Regions from separate parts of the Zea mays genome. Here all the other regions are linked to region 3. Evidence: chromatin contacts called from public Hi-C data. All regions are on one chromosome and are shown on one strand. The core of a region is the stretch at or near the end of the contact, and the rest is flanking DNA. Distances in the headings are between cores, read along the strand shown.

The links. Hi-C and Micro-C count contacts between places; a contact is called where the count stands out from the background.
Region 1: a Hi-C map of endosperm shows a contact between it and region 3, with 3 times the contacts expected there. The contact joins the enhancer-like site here to the promoter of LOC100283897 in region 3. A contact is called at or near these places in 4 of 25 Hi-C or Micro-C datasets (ear, endosperm and leaf).
Region 2: a contact with region 3 is called in a Hi-C map of leaf, with 5 times the contacts expected there. The contact joins the enhancer-like site here to the promoter of LOC100283897 in region 3. A contact is called at or near these places in 2 of 25 Hi-C or Micro-C datasets (ear and leaf).

What each region holds. Positions count from the first base shown.
Region 1 is chr10:31,510,051-31,513,715 of Zm-B73-REFERENCE-NAM-5.0, forward strand. No RefSeq gene overlaps it. Among protein-coding and RNA genes, the nearest start is that of LOC100280194, 13 kb to the left of the region's middle. Within about 2 kb of position 2,326, at least 18 of the 20 cell types and tissues checked have an H3K27ac peak or open chromatin away from gene starts, as enhancers often do. A contact at or near this core is called in ear, endosperm and leaf, where this site is marked.
Region 2 is chr10:31,973,469-31,977,298 of Zm-B73-REFERENCE-NAM-5.0, forward strand. No RefSeq gene overlaps it. Among protein-coding and RNA genes, the nearest start is that of LOC100381613, 22 kb to the right of the region's middle. Within about 2 kb of position 1,988, at least 16 of the 20 cell types and tissues checked have an H3K27ac peak or open chromatin away from gene starts, as enhancers often do. A contact at or near this core is called in ear and leaf, where this site is marked.
Region 3 is chr10:31,762,637-31,766,515 of Zm-B73-REFERENCE-NAM-5.0, forward strand. It overlaps LOC100283897, which reads right to left and starts at 2,161. Exons shown (of 5, transcript NM_001370562.1): 1 at 1,878-2,161; 2 at 1,760-1,792; 3 at 161-389. The coding sequence starts at 1,986.

The DNA.
Region 1 (3,665 bases), core at 1,076-3,575, 250 kb before region 3:
CACTTGCCATGATACTATTGTCAACCTTAGAAATGAGAATGCTAAATTAATTACTAAGGTTGATTCAAATGTTTGTAATGATTCAATTCCCAATCTTAGTGATGATAATGCTAATTTGCTTGCTAAGATTGAAAAGTTGAATAATTCACTTGCTAGCCTTAGGATTGAAAATGAAGAATTGATTGCTAAGGCTAAAGAATTAGATGTTTGCAATTCTGATCTTAGAGATAATAATGATATTCTACGTGCTAAGATTGTTAAACTTAATTCTTGCAAACCCTCTACATCTACCACTGAGCATGTTTCCATTTGCACTAGATGTAGAGATATTAATGTTGATGCTATTCATGATCACCTAGCATTAATTAAGAAACATAATGATCACATAGCTCAACTTAATGCTAAGATTAATGAGGATGACTTAGAAAATGAAAAATTTAAATTTGCTAGAAGCATGCTCTATAGTGGGAGACGCCCTGGCATCAAGGATGGCATTGGCTTCCAAAAAGGGGACAATGTCAAACTTAATGCCCCTCCTAAAAGATTGTCTAACTTTGTTAAGGGCAAGGCTCCCATGCCTCAGGATAATGAGGGTTACATTTTGTACCCTGCCAGTTATCCCGAGAGCAAAATTAGGAGAATTCATTCTAGGAAGTCTCACTCTGGCCCTAATCATGCTTTTATATATAAGGGTGAGACATCTAGTTCTAGGCAATCAACCCATGCAAATTTTCCTAAGAAGAAAACTCCTATTGCATCAAATGATTTTAAAATTTCATTTAAAACTTTTGATGCATCTTATATTTTAACTAACAAATCCAGCAAGGTAGTTGCCAAGTATGTTGGGGGCAAGCACAAGGGGTCAAAGACTTGTGTTTGGGTACCCAAAGTTCTTGTATCTAATGTCAAAGGACCCAAAACCATTTGGGTACCTAAAATCAAGAACTAAAATTGTTTGTAGGTTTATGCATCCGGGGGTTCAAGTTGGATCATCGATAGCGGGTGCACAAACCATATGACAGGGGAGAAGAAGATGTTCTCCTCGTACGAGAAAAACCAAGATCCCCAAAGAGCGATCACATTCGCGGATGGAAACCAAGGTTTGGTCAAAGGATTGGGTAAAATTGCTATATCTCCTGACCATTCCATTTCAAATGTTTTTCTTGTAGACTCTTTAGATTACAATTTGCTTTCCGTTTCGCAATTATGTAAAATGGGCTACAACTATCTTTTTACGGATATAGGTGTTACTGTCTTTAGAAGAAGTGATGATTCAGTAGCATTTAAGGGAGTGTTAGAGGGTCAGCTATACTTAGTAGATTTTGGTAGAGCTGAACTCGACACTTGCTTAATTGCTAAGACTAACATGGGCTGGCTCTGGCATCGCCGACTAGCACATGTTGGAATGAAGAATCTTCACAAACTTCTAAAGGGAGAACACATTTTGGGACTAACAAATGTTCATTTTGAGACAGACAGGGTTTGTAGCGCATGTTAGGCAGGGAAGCAAGTTGGTGTTCATCATCCACACAAGAACATCATGACGACTGACAGGCCACTCGAGCTCCTACACATGGACCTATTCGGGCCGATAGCTTACATAAGCATCGGCGGGAGTAAGTACTGTCTAGTTATTGTGGATGACTATTCTCGCTTCACTTGGGTGTTCTTTTTGCAGGAAAAATCTCATACCCAAGATACCTTAAAGGGATTCTTGAGACGGGCTCAAAATGAGTTCGGTCTGAGGATCAAGAAAATAAGAAGCGATAACGGGACGGAGTTCAAGAACTCTCAAATTGAAGGCTTCCTTGAGGAGGAGGGCATCAAGCATGAGTTCTCTTCTCCCTACACTCCACAACAAAATGGTGTAGTGGAAACAAATGGTTAGTCGTGTTTTTGATAACCTTCGGAAGAGGAAGGCCCCAACAATATCTAAAATGATATTTTCTTAATATAACTAAATTTGTGTATGTGAATTCCATATTTGAAAGCATTTGATAAAATAGGATGATAAATAAAAGAAAAATAAATTTAATGCATTCACGTTGGATCTTTGTTTGTGCATATTTAAGTTCTAAACCTCAACATAGATTTGCATTCAAATAGGAAATTAAAATAGAAAAGAAACCAGGGAAAAAGAAAAAGAAGGCTTATTTGCACCGTGGGCTGAAACCCCGCAGCCCACTCACCCCATCCCGCCGCGCTAGCCCGGCAGCACAAGCCAGCGCCGACATGCGGGCCAGCAACTACAGTCTCCGCCTGCTCCATGCACACGCACGAAACGCGCCTGTGCCAAGCCCTGTCCAGTCGCCATGTTGGACCGTGTTGCAGACGCCCTTCTGTGGAGTCCGCGCGTCCAAGTTCCCTTCGTATCACTGGCGAGCGGGCCCCACTAACCAGACTCTTCTTCCACCCCGCGGTTGCTGCGATACGCGCGTATGGATCCGCGCATCTGTGCAATCTCCGAAACCAACCGACCTTTCCTCCCTGAGACTACAAATACCAGGGCCGGCTTCCTCCTCGACCATAGGTGAATCCTCCATTGAAAGCGGGCGGAAGACCTTCTCTTCTGAATATTTTACAATTTCTAGTTCATATGTGAATGGCATTAATCATTGTTATACACTAATTTGTAAATTTATTTGATACTTAACCGAAATCTTCATAGTACTATTTAGTTTATATTTGCGTACGATTTTACAAAGTTCGTTATGTATGCAACGGCGTATAGATATTTTAAAAAAATAATGATTCATATCGTGTACGGTATCAGCATGTTTATTTGCGTACGAGCAAACCAGCTAGCGCAGCAACAGTACTACAATATATTTAAAAAATATCAAAGGTTTATTTTGTAAATGTGTTACCAAAAGATTTTTAAAATGGCTTTAGCTTCCGAAAAAAGCTGCTCGTATGGATAAGATAGAGCCAAAACTAATTTTTTAAAAGCTAAAGTCCTGCCAAAAGGATCCTAAAGGCTATCCGCAACCGTTTCCCCTAAATTTGTCCCCATAAATGTTACTATGCAGTCACTTCAGCAAGATTCCCTCACCTATATTCACTAATTCCGCAACCGTTCCCCCTAAATTTTCCCCTATATATCCTCTACTCATTAAATATACATTTCCATATAAGTAACATAACCAACTTCATTTTCTTTTTTATTTTTTCCTTTTCACACGTCTGGCATGTTGGGATATTAGAGCATCTCCAAAAGCTCTCCAGATGTCTTCCCTAAATCTATTTTTTTGGGGAAAACACAAAACATGTCTCCAACAGTTCCCCTAAAGCGCTCCCAACTTTTTCATAGCCCTTAAAACTCTCTCATTTGTAGCTACAAATGAGGGTTTTTTTGGGCTCCCCAGAAACAAACTGACGCTTTAAGGGATCTGTTGGAGAAAGGATTAAAATCTACCCCCACTTATTATTTAGATGTCCCTTAAAACTGATTTTAAGGAGTTGTTTTATGGAGAGCTCTTGGAGATGCTCTTATAACATTAGAAAAAATAATTATTTTTTTAGATATTATGCATAATATAGAATAAAACATTTGAATTAACATTTAATTCGAAATTGCATACATAACTTGACAATTGTGGTTCGTCATAATTATTCAGAACATTGCGACGAAAAATTTGAACCACGCTTACGTTGCAAGCAAAAAC
Region 2 (3,830 bases), core at 738-3,237, 210 kb after region 3:
CTTTAACCTAAACTAGTGCCCTAGATTAACTCGACCACATACAACTACCTAACCATATGCGACTACCTTAACCATCAGATAGTTGCATAACCCCTCTGTGTTAACTTGACAGAGATTCTGACCTATCCACACTATATAATTCATCCTATCTCAAGGGATTCTAACACATATTAATATTACATATTCTACCCTGGTAGATTTATCTAACTTAAACTAAGTTTAATCTAGTTGTATCCAATCTAACCTTGACCCTACCTAATTTTACATGATCTAATCTAAAGGAAGCTCGATTATGCCATAGTACACTCATTCCATGTCAACACTCACCTAATAGTTAAAACATGATGTACCCTTGTTTCTATACCACACCTGTTAATGACTTGAAAATTTTGGGTGTATAAAAATATATACTAATTGGAAGTTCCACCGAAAAAATATATACTAGAATTTCATAAAGATAAAGTCAGTTGGATATGCTCAACTAAATGGTATTCCTAAATGGGATTATGGAATCTAGTGTGATCTAAACTAATGTGGTCTACTTAAATAGATTAGTGGTACTTGGACCCTTCTAGCCAGGTGTTAACTTAACTTTTCACATTAGATCAACTCAACCATGAGCTAACCCAATCCATAGAGTCATGATGAATGGTATAACCTATCTATCCCCACCTAACGGCAAACAAACTTTTAAACTACATCATGTAGACTATCTCATCTTGACAAAATTCTATCCAATCTTTGGGTACTCACCTTATACGACTGGTTACCCCAATCTGGACATAAAACAAAGATTAAGTCCTGCTAAAGAATCCTCAGAGCATAACCAACTATTAGCCTATTCATTCTGCTTACCCAATACTGTTCATTGCAAAACTATTTTTTCATATGCTTTTAACTTCGATGGTCAATACCAGGAAGGGAAGATTATTAGGCAACAACAAACAGAAATGAATCCTCCAGATCCTCCCCCCGTTGGAATCGATCAAGTGGTTGCCACCCAAATGATGAAAATACAACAAATGGCAAACATGGTTACCGAATTGCAAAATCATATAAAATAAGAACGCGAGGAAATACGTCAGGACCGGCTAGAGATACGTCAAGAAATAAGGCAAGCACAGTTGGAAAGACAACAACAACAACGCCCACTACCTCCACCACCACCAGCTCCACCAATATACATAAATATATATACTACTATTTGTAAGATCTAAGTGTTACTTTAGTTAGTGGTTGGTATGATACTATTAGGAGGAATAATAAGGTCTAATTGACCCACGTGTTGCTAATAAAGTATGCATCATGCTGAGATTTTTGTTTTGCATATGTGTTGAGACAATATGAGTATACACCTTTCCTTACAAATCTCGAGGACGAGATTTCTGTTAAGGGGGGTAGGATTTGTAACACCCAAAATCTTATTCTTGAATCTGAGGAAAAGATCTCCAAAGGTTTTGAATTAAAATACCTCATACAAATTTTTTTGCTTATTCTTGAAGTTACATCTTCCAAAACAAATGTGGTTTTAACGAATGTTTAATAAAAGTATACCTATATTCTAGATATTCCTTTGTTGAACTTATATATTTATAAGTGGCCTCTAAAGAAAATGATACACTAACAATTATTTTCTAAAATACCTATTTTCTATTTTAAGGATGGATAGATTACATATTTAAAAAGTGGTTGTTTAAAGGGGATAATTAATTATTAAATAAAGTATACTTTGTACTCATGCTGCAGTACTTTTGATTGCACATACTTTAAGTTGAAACCTCAACTTTGATTTCAATTTGAAACTTGCAAATTTAAAATGAAAAACAGGAAATGGTAAAGAAAAAAAAAAGAAAATAGAGCCTAGGCCCAAAGCTCCCTGCTCAGCCCATCACCAAACTCTACGCGCCAGCCCACCACCCGTTGTCCCTCCCCCCTACTCGGCCGTGACTGTAGTGTCACCGCCCGTGGGACCCGCCGGTCAGTTACCTCCTGCGCGCAGCCCACTCCCTCTTCTCACCCGCGTGTGGACCCCACTTGTCGGGTCTATCTTCTCCTTCCTCGCCGCAATGAAACATGTTGTAGTTCGCGCAGGAAGAATCGGCCTCGCCCGCCGGACCAAAACGAACTTCATCCACAGCTGGGGCGACCCAATCGGTCAATAGGCGCCGACCGATGGACCCCACATGGCGGTTGCGTAGTCGTGCTCGACCATGGCGGCTGCGCTGTCATGCCTGAACGTGGCGGGTGAGAGAATCAAGCTATTTGTTAGGAGTCTCCGCGATTCTTGCATGCGCACGATGCAGCCTGGCCGTGACTATTGGAAGACCCCCCCCTCTCCAGATATATAGGTTGCGGCGTCCCCTCGGTGCCGTAATGGCACCCCCTGGCCGCCATTAGCGCAGTGAGGAAAAAAATCCTGTCCGCCGCCATTGCCGGGCTGAGAGAGGGCTGCCAACTTCGATCTCGCGGTGGGCCTATGCTGGGTCGCGGCGTGCTTCTCCGATGGGTGCTCGTCGTCCCGAGGAAGATCTTCGTGGTCGTCTCGGACGGGTGATGTGCCTTAGCTTCGCCAATGGCGCATCGGATGCTGCGTCCGCCACCGGGGGGGGCACTGCTGGCCAATACCACTGCCTGGCAACCGGTAAGATCTCCTCTAGCGTACTCACCATCAACTTCGTATCGCGTAGAAGCTTTCGTACTTGGAAGTAGTGACCTAGGGCGCCGAATTGTTGATCACCGGCGATGTTTCGCTGCTGGCCGGTGGCGTCGCCGCCACCCAACGGTGAAAGGATTGGGGAGAATCGTGTGCGACGTCGATCGCGGATCAGATGGTGTAGATTAGATCTGGCATACCCGTTAGAGTAGATGAGATCTATGTCGTTGGATGGAAATCGAGCGGGCGGAAATCGATCTGAAGATTTTGAATCTGGAGCGTTGGTATTGCATCGGAGGGCTCTCGATTGCGCGCGGGGTCGCAAGGATGCGATCTAATCTAGGCACTCAGATCTAAATCCAATGGACCAGAGCTCTCCATACCCATTCAGCCTGGAGATCTTTCTAAAGAGCCCCTCGGTTTTGTTATATTGAACCCGCCGTCCGTGCGGCTGTAGTATGAGTCTTGAGAATGTTTCGGTTTAGCCCCTGAGTTTCACTAGTTTTACGCGCACGGTCCAGAGCTATGAGAAAATAGGAAAAATGAATTCAGAAAATGAATATCCAATGTAAAAAGAATTCCAGAACTTATTTTATGCATAGAAAACTCATTTTAGCTCCTTTTTAGTCCATTCCAGTTTCTATAATTTTGTAATATTATGGTTTATCATATAGTACCACTGTTTTCACATGAAAGCTACATTAAAATTTGTATCTTATTTAATCTTGTACAAAACACATAAAATCATTAGAAATTCATAACTTAAAATCTATGATTCCGATTTGATCCATTCAAGTTGCATTAGTCTCGTACGAATATTTACTATGCAATAACAACATTTATTATACCATGTCTCATACTTTTATAATTAGATATTTATTTATCTTATGTTAATTGGATTAACTTCTGGCCTTATATGGTTATAATTTAACTAGATGATCTTTAATTAAATATTGACTTGGATTGAAGTTGAGATAATTATTTATGGAATAACCTCTCATATGATTTATACTAACCAATTTATAATTTATAATATAGTTTAATATTTTAATCAGATAGATCTTCTATAAAATAATAACTCCTTAATAGTAACTCCGATTTTAGTGGTTCTCGTTCCCACGATCTCGTAGCAACGCGTAGATCATTATTACATAGTATGTTCTTATGTTTGGTGTGA
Region 3 (3,879 bases), core at 911-3,410:
ATGGAGGTGTTACTCAGAAACCACAAACGCTATGCTAAGAAACCTTTCACATAAAGTGAATGCTCATGAAACTATGAGATACCTGAAGGAAGTCCATTGGCAAGAAACATTTTATATAACAGTCAAACAGAAACATCTTTACAATAAAACAAATGGATACCTGGATTCCTTGTCGAATCCAAACCTTGCTCCAAAATAAAATGCAACAGACATTAGCCAAGAATCACTATGCACTGCAACAAGTGATAGCCAATCTTTTTCATTCATCCCATCACGAGCAAAATTAATTCCGAGAGCTGGCTCTGGGAGTTCAGGAGGAACCTCCTCAGCAGGCAAGTTTACTTCCCATGTCTCATTGGGAAGTCCATATAAACATAAATTATCCTTCTCTGCGCAAAACAAAAGAAAATAATATTTCGAATAAGGTATTTGCGGTTGTTTCAGGCTCTAAATCTAAAATGGCTTGCTTTAATTGAAAATGAACCAAGAGACATAATGCTGAGACTGTAAAAGTAAAATACAGGACCAGTAGGAAAAACTAAATTGACCATATGAAATTAAGCATTCCATATCTACTACGTGTTGTTAAAAAAATATAGATTGAACATTCCAGAAAAAAAAGGAAATGGAACACAAAAGGGAAGACTTATTGACCAAAAGCATGAAAAGGAGGCACTACGCCCCTTGTAACACTAGACATAAATAAATCAGTTCGGTATCAACAATCAATAAAAGAATATTGCTCATGCACATTGTTTGCCTTTCCCGACCACAGCTTTTGATCAGTACTGAGCAACTCATCTTGCATTTCCAGTGACACCTCTTGGTATGAACTTCCTGTGCTAAGCATTTAATAATGTTGCAATTTAATGTGGAACAGATTTTGATCCCATGCATCTGTGGGAACCAAAATCATAAATGTGACCTTAATAACCAACATACTCCCTCCATCCCAAAATAAATCAGATTCTATTCTAGCCACGTATCTAGACAAAGCTTTCTGGTCCAATAAGCGACGGGGTACATGCATTTCTTTGCCAACTCCTGTCACCATCAACTTAAGTGGGCATTGACAAAGTGGGAAATAAGGTGCAGTGACGAAGTGTTTGCAATACTTCCATAGTTCCATTGCCAAAACAGAGTAATTTCGGTATCCAGAAACGAAACCAATGTTGACTTCCAGGAAAAAGAAATGCTATCCTGAGTCCTGACACTCCCACTACCTGACATCAGTGACTCACTGACAAAATATTCCGAAAATGCCCCTCGGTACAGTTGCAGCAGATGTCGTTGTCCGGGAGCATAACAGTAAATCGACAGCCGCACGACTTTTGGAGATGACTGGCCGGCCGTGCGGTCGACCAGCTCAGAAGATAAGGATTCCCTCACCCACCCACCTTTCCGCTTTCCCACCCCCAGATGAATAGCACAAGGAGTAACTAGAACGTCGCGAAACCGAAAGCAAAGCTCAGCGCTCAGCGGTTGTCACCAGCAAGATCGGAGCAGAAATTCCGCCGCGAAATAGCCTCCCAGGGCGCACCAGAACCAATGAATGGGCGGAGGTACGTAATAAATTAAGTGAAAAAACACCGGAAAATCAGCGGACTAAGTGCCCCCCAGATCGGCTTTGTGGAGAGAGGTAGAGAGCTATCCCTAACTGCAAAGCAAACACGGTCCAAATCCGTCTAGTAGCATCTGAACCCGCACCCCCAAAATCAAAACCCTAGGAAACCCAGCCGGATCGAGGGAGCAGGCTCACCTGGGTCGCACATCACGTAGAACTTCTCAACATCTGAAGCGACAGCGGGAAACTAGTCAATACAGAACTCTGAGCCGGAGGGAGAAAGTAACGCAAGCGAAGGAGATGCGGGCATTACCGGTGGTGAGCGCCCTGATTAGGCCGGCCTGGCGCGCGCGGTAGTCCCGGAAAACGTCCTCCGGCGAGCGCGGGACCGGCGTGCCAGGGAAGCCGGCTCCTCCGTCCATTCGTCCCCGGAGCTTGGTCAGGGAGGCGTAGGGTTTTGGGAGGGAAGAGCGAGGAGGGCAAGCTGGGGATTACACGAGGACGAGACGAAGAATCGATTGGAAGGAGTTGGGAAGCGTCGGCGCTGAGACAGAGAAGAGAAGACTTTTCTTGGAAAGAAAAGAGAGGAGATGGGTCTCCTACGTTTGGTCGGGCGCAGGCGCAGCCGCAGTCGCGGGCCTTCCAATGAGTCCGATAGTTTGCGGCCCTATTTGGCACGGCACTGACCTCGCGGTCCATGAATGTGGGTTTTTATTCCTCGGCTCAAATTTATTTACCATCAATAAATATTTTTTTGTATTGGTATGTTTGAAACCACACTGGTTTTTTAAAAACCAGTTTCTATTTCGAGTTTCTAGAAACTGGTTAATCAAAAGAGTTGGGTGAATGTGTTTGGAACTTAATTTCTAAGAAACTAGTTTCTAGTTTTTTTATACACAATTATTAGCATACCCTTCCTCTATTTAAAAAAGTGGTGACAATATATGTAAATTCTATGAAATCAATAAGGGCATGATGTAATTAAACAAACAAGAGTTGGTTTTAGCTAGGGGAGATCGGGAGAGTAGATTCTTGATTTTTAAGAAACTCGAATCTAGTTTCTATAAACTAAGACATAGACCCTGTTTGGTATAGTTGTTGTTTGTTGAAAAAGCAGCTTATATGTGAAGCTAACTACTGTAGAAGCTCCATGTTTGGTACAACTTCTGCTTAAATCTATGAAGAAGCTAAAAATAAGTTGTGCCAACACGACCATAAACTGGTATGTTTGGAACCACTCTAGTTTCTATGAACCAGTTTCTTAAAAATTGGATGCTTCCAAACAGGCCAATAGTATACGTTGCGATTTCTGATTTTGATGTTTGTTCTGATGTTCTCATTTCAATACTATAGTGTTATATAGTGTGTGCTAATGTTATGATTCTAGAAAGGACAGGGAAGGGGAGTGTGAAGGATAAATATCGCCCGGGTTGCCACGACCCGTTTACGGTCTGTGGGCTGTTATAAAGGCCTTAATGTGCAAGGCGTGCAGGCTGACAAACTAGTCAAACACGCGACCAAAAGCAGGCAAAAAAGTGGTATGTGGGCTCGAAGACGCGTGAACCGACCCCGCGCATGCAGAGGACGTGACTTCCTTCCCAAAGACTCGCTGACTTCGAGATAAGTCGGAGTCAATTTTGGGGATAGAGAGGGGGTTGTAACAATCGTGCGGAGTGTGTGAATAACTCGGGTTCTGCCGACATAAGGCAGAAGAGGCACCCCTATGAAAATCAGAGATCTCCTAGTAGGCATAGTCATCTTCAATACCATCATCAGCTTCACCATAGGATAGGTTTTCCACTTTGGATCCTTCTCCTACATCGTGGACCGGAAGGGCGCCCTACTCCGCTTGGCGGACGCAGGGAAGGAGGTCTAGAGGTCTCACACCACCACCTCGACATAGAAGAAGTCCTCGTCGTGGCTCAGGGCGACCTCGGCAACGATCGTGGCTAGACCTTAGGTGGTCACGACGTGAGCGGCACCGTCTGACGCCTAGGCTCAGGGGGCCTTGAAAGGGAATTAGGCTTACACCTAGTTCCTAAATAATTTTGGTGGTTGAATTGCCCAACACAAATCCTTGGACTAACTAGTTTGTTCTAGTGTATAAGTTATACAGGTGCAAAAGGTTCACACTTAGCCAATAAAAAGAAAAGAGTTGGGTTCAACAAAAGAGCAAAGGGCCAACCGAAGGCACCTCTGGTCTGGCACACCGGACTGTCCGGTGCACCAGAGGACTCCAACTCGAACTCGCCACCTTCGGGAATTTCCAGAGGCACTCGCGCTATAATTCACCGGACTGTCCGGTGTACACCGGA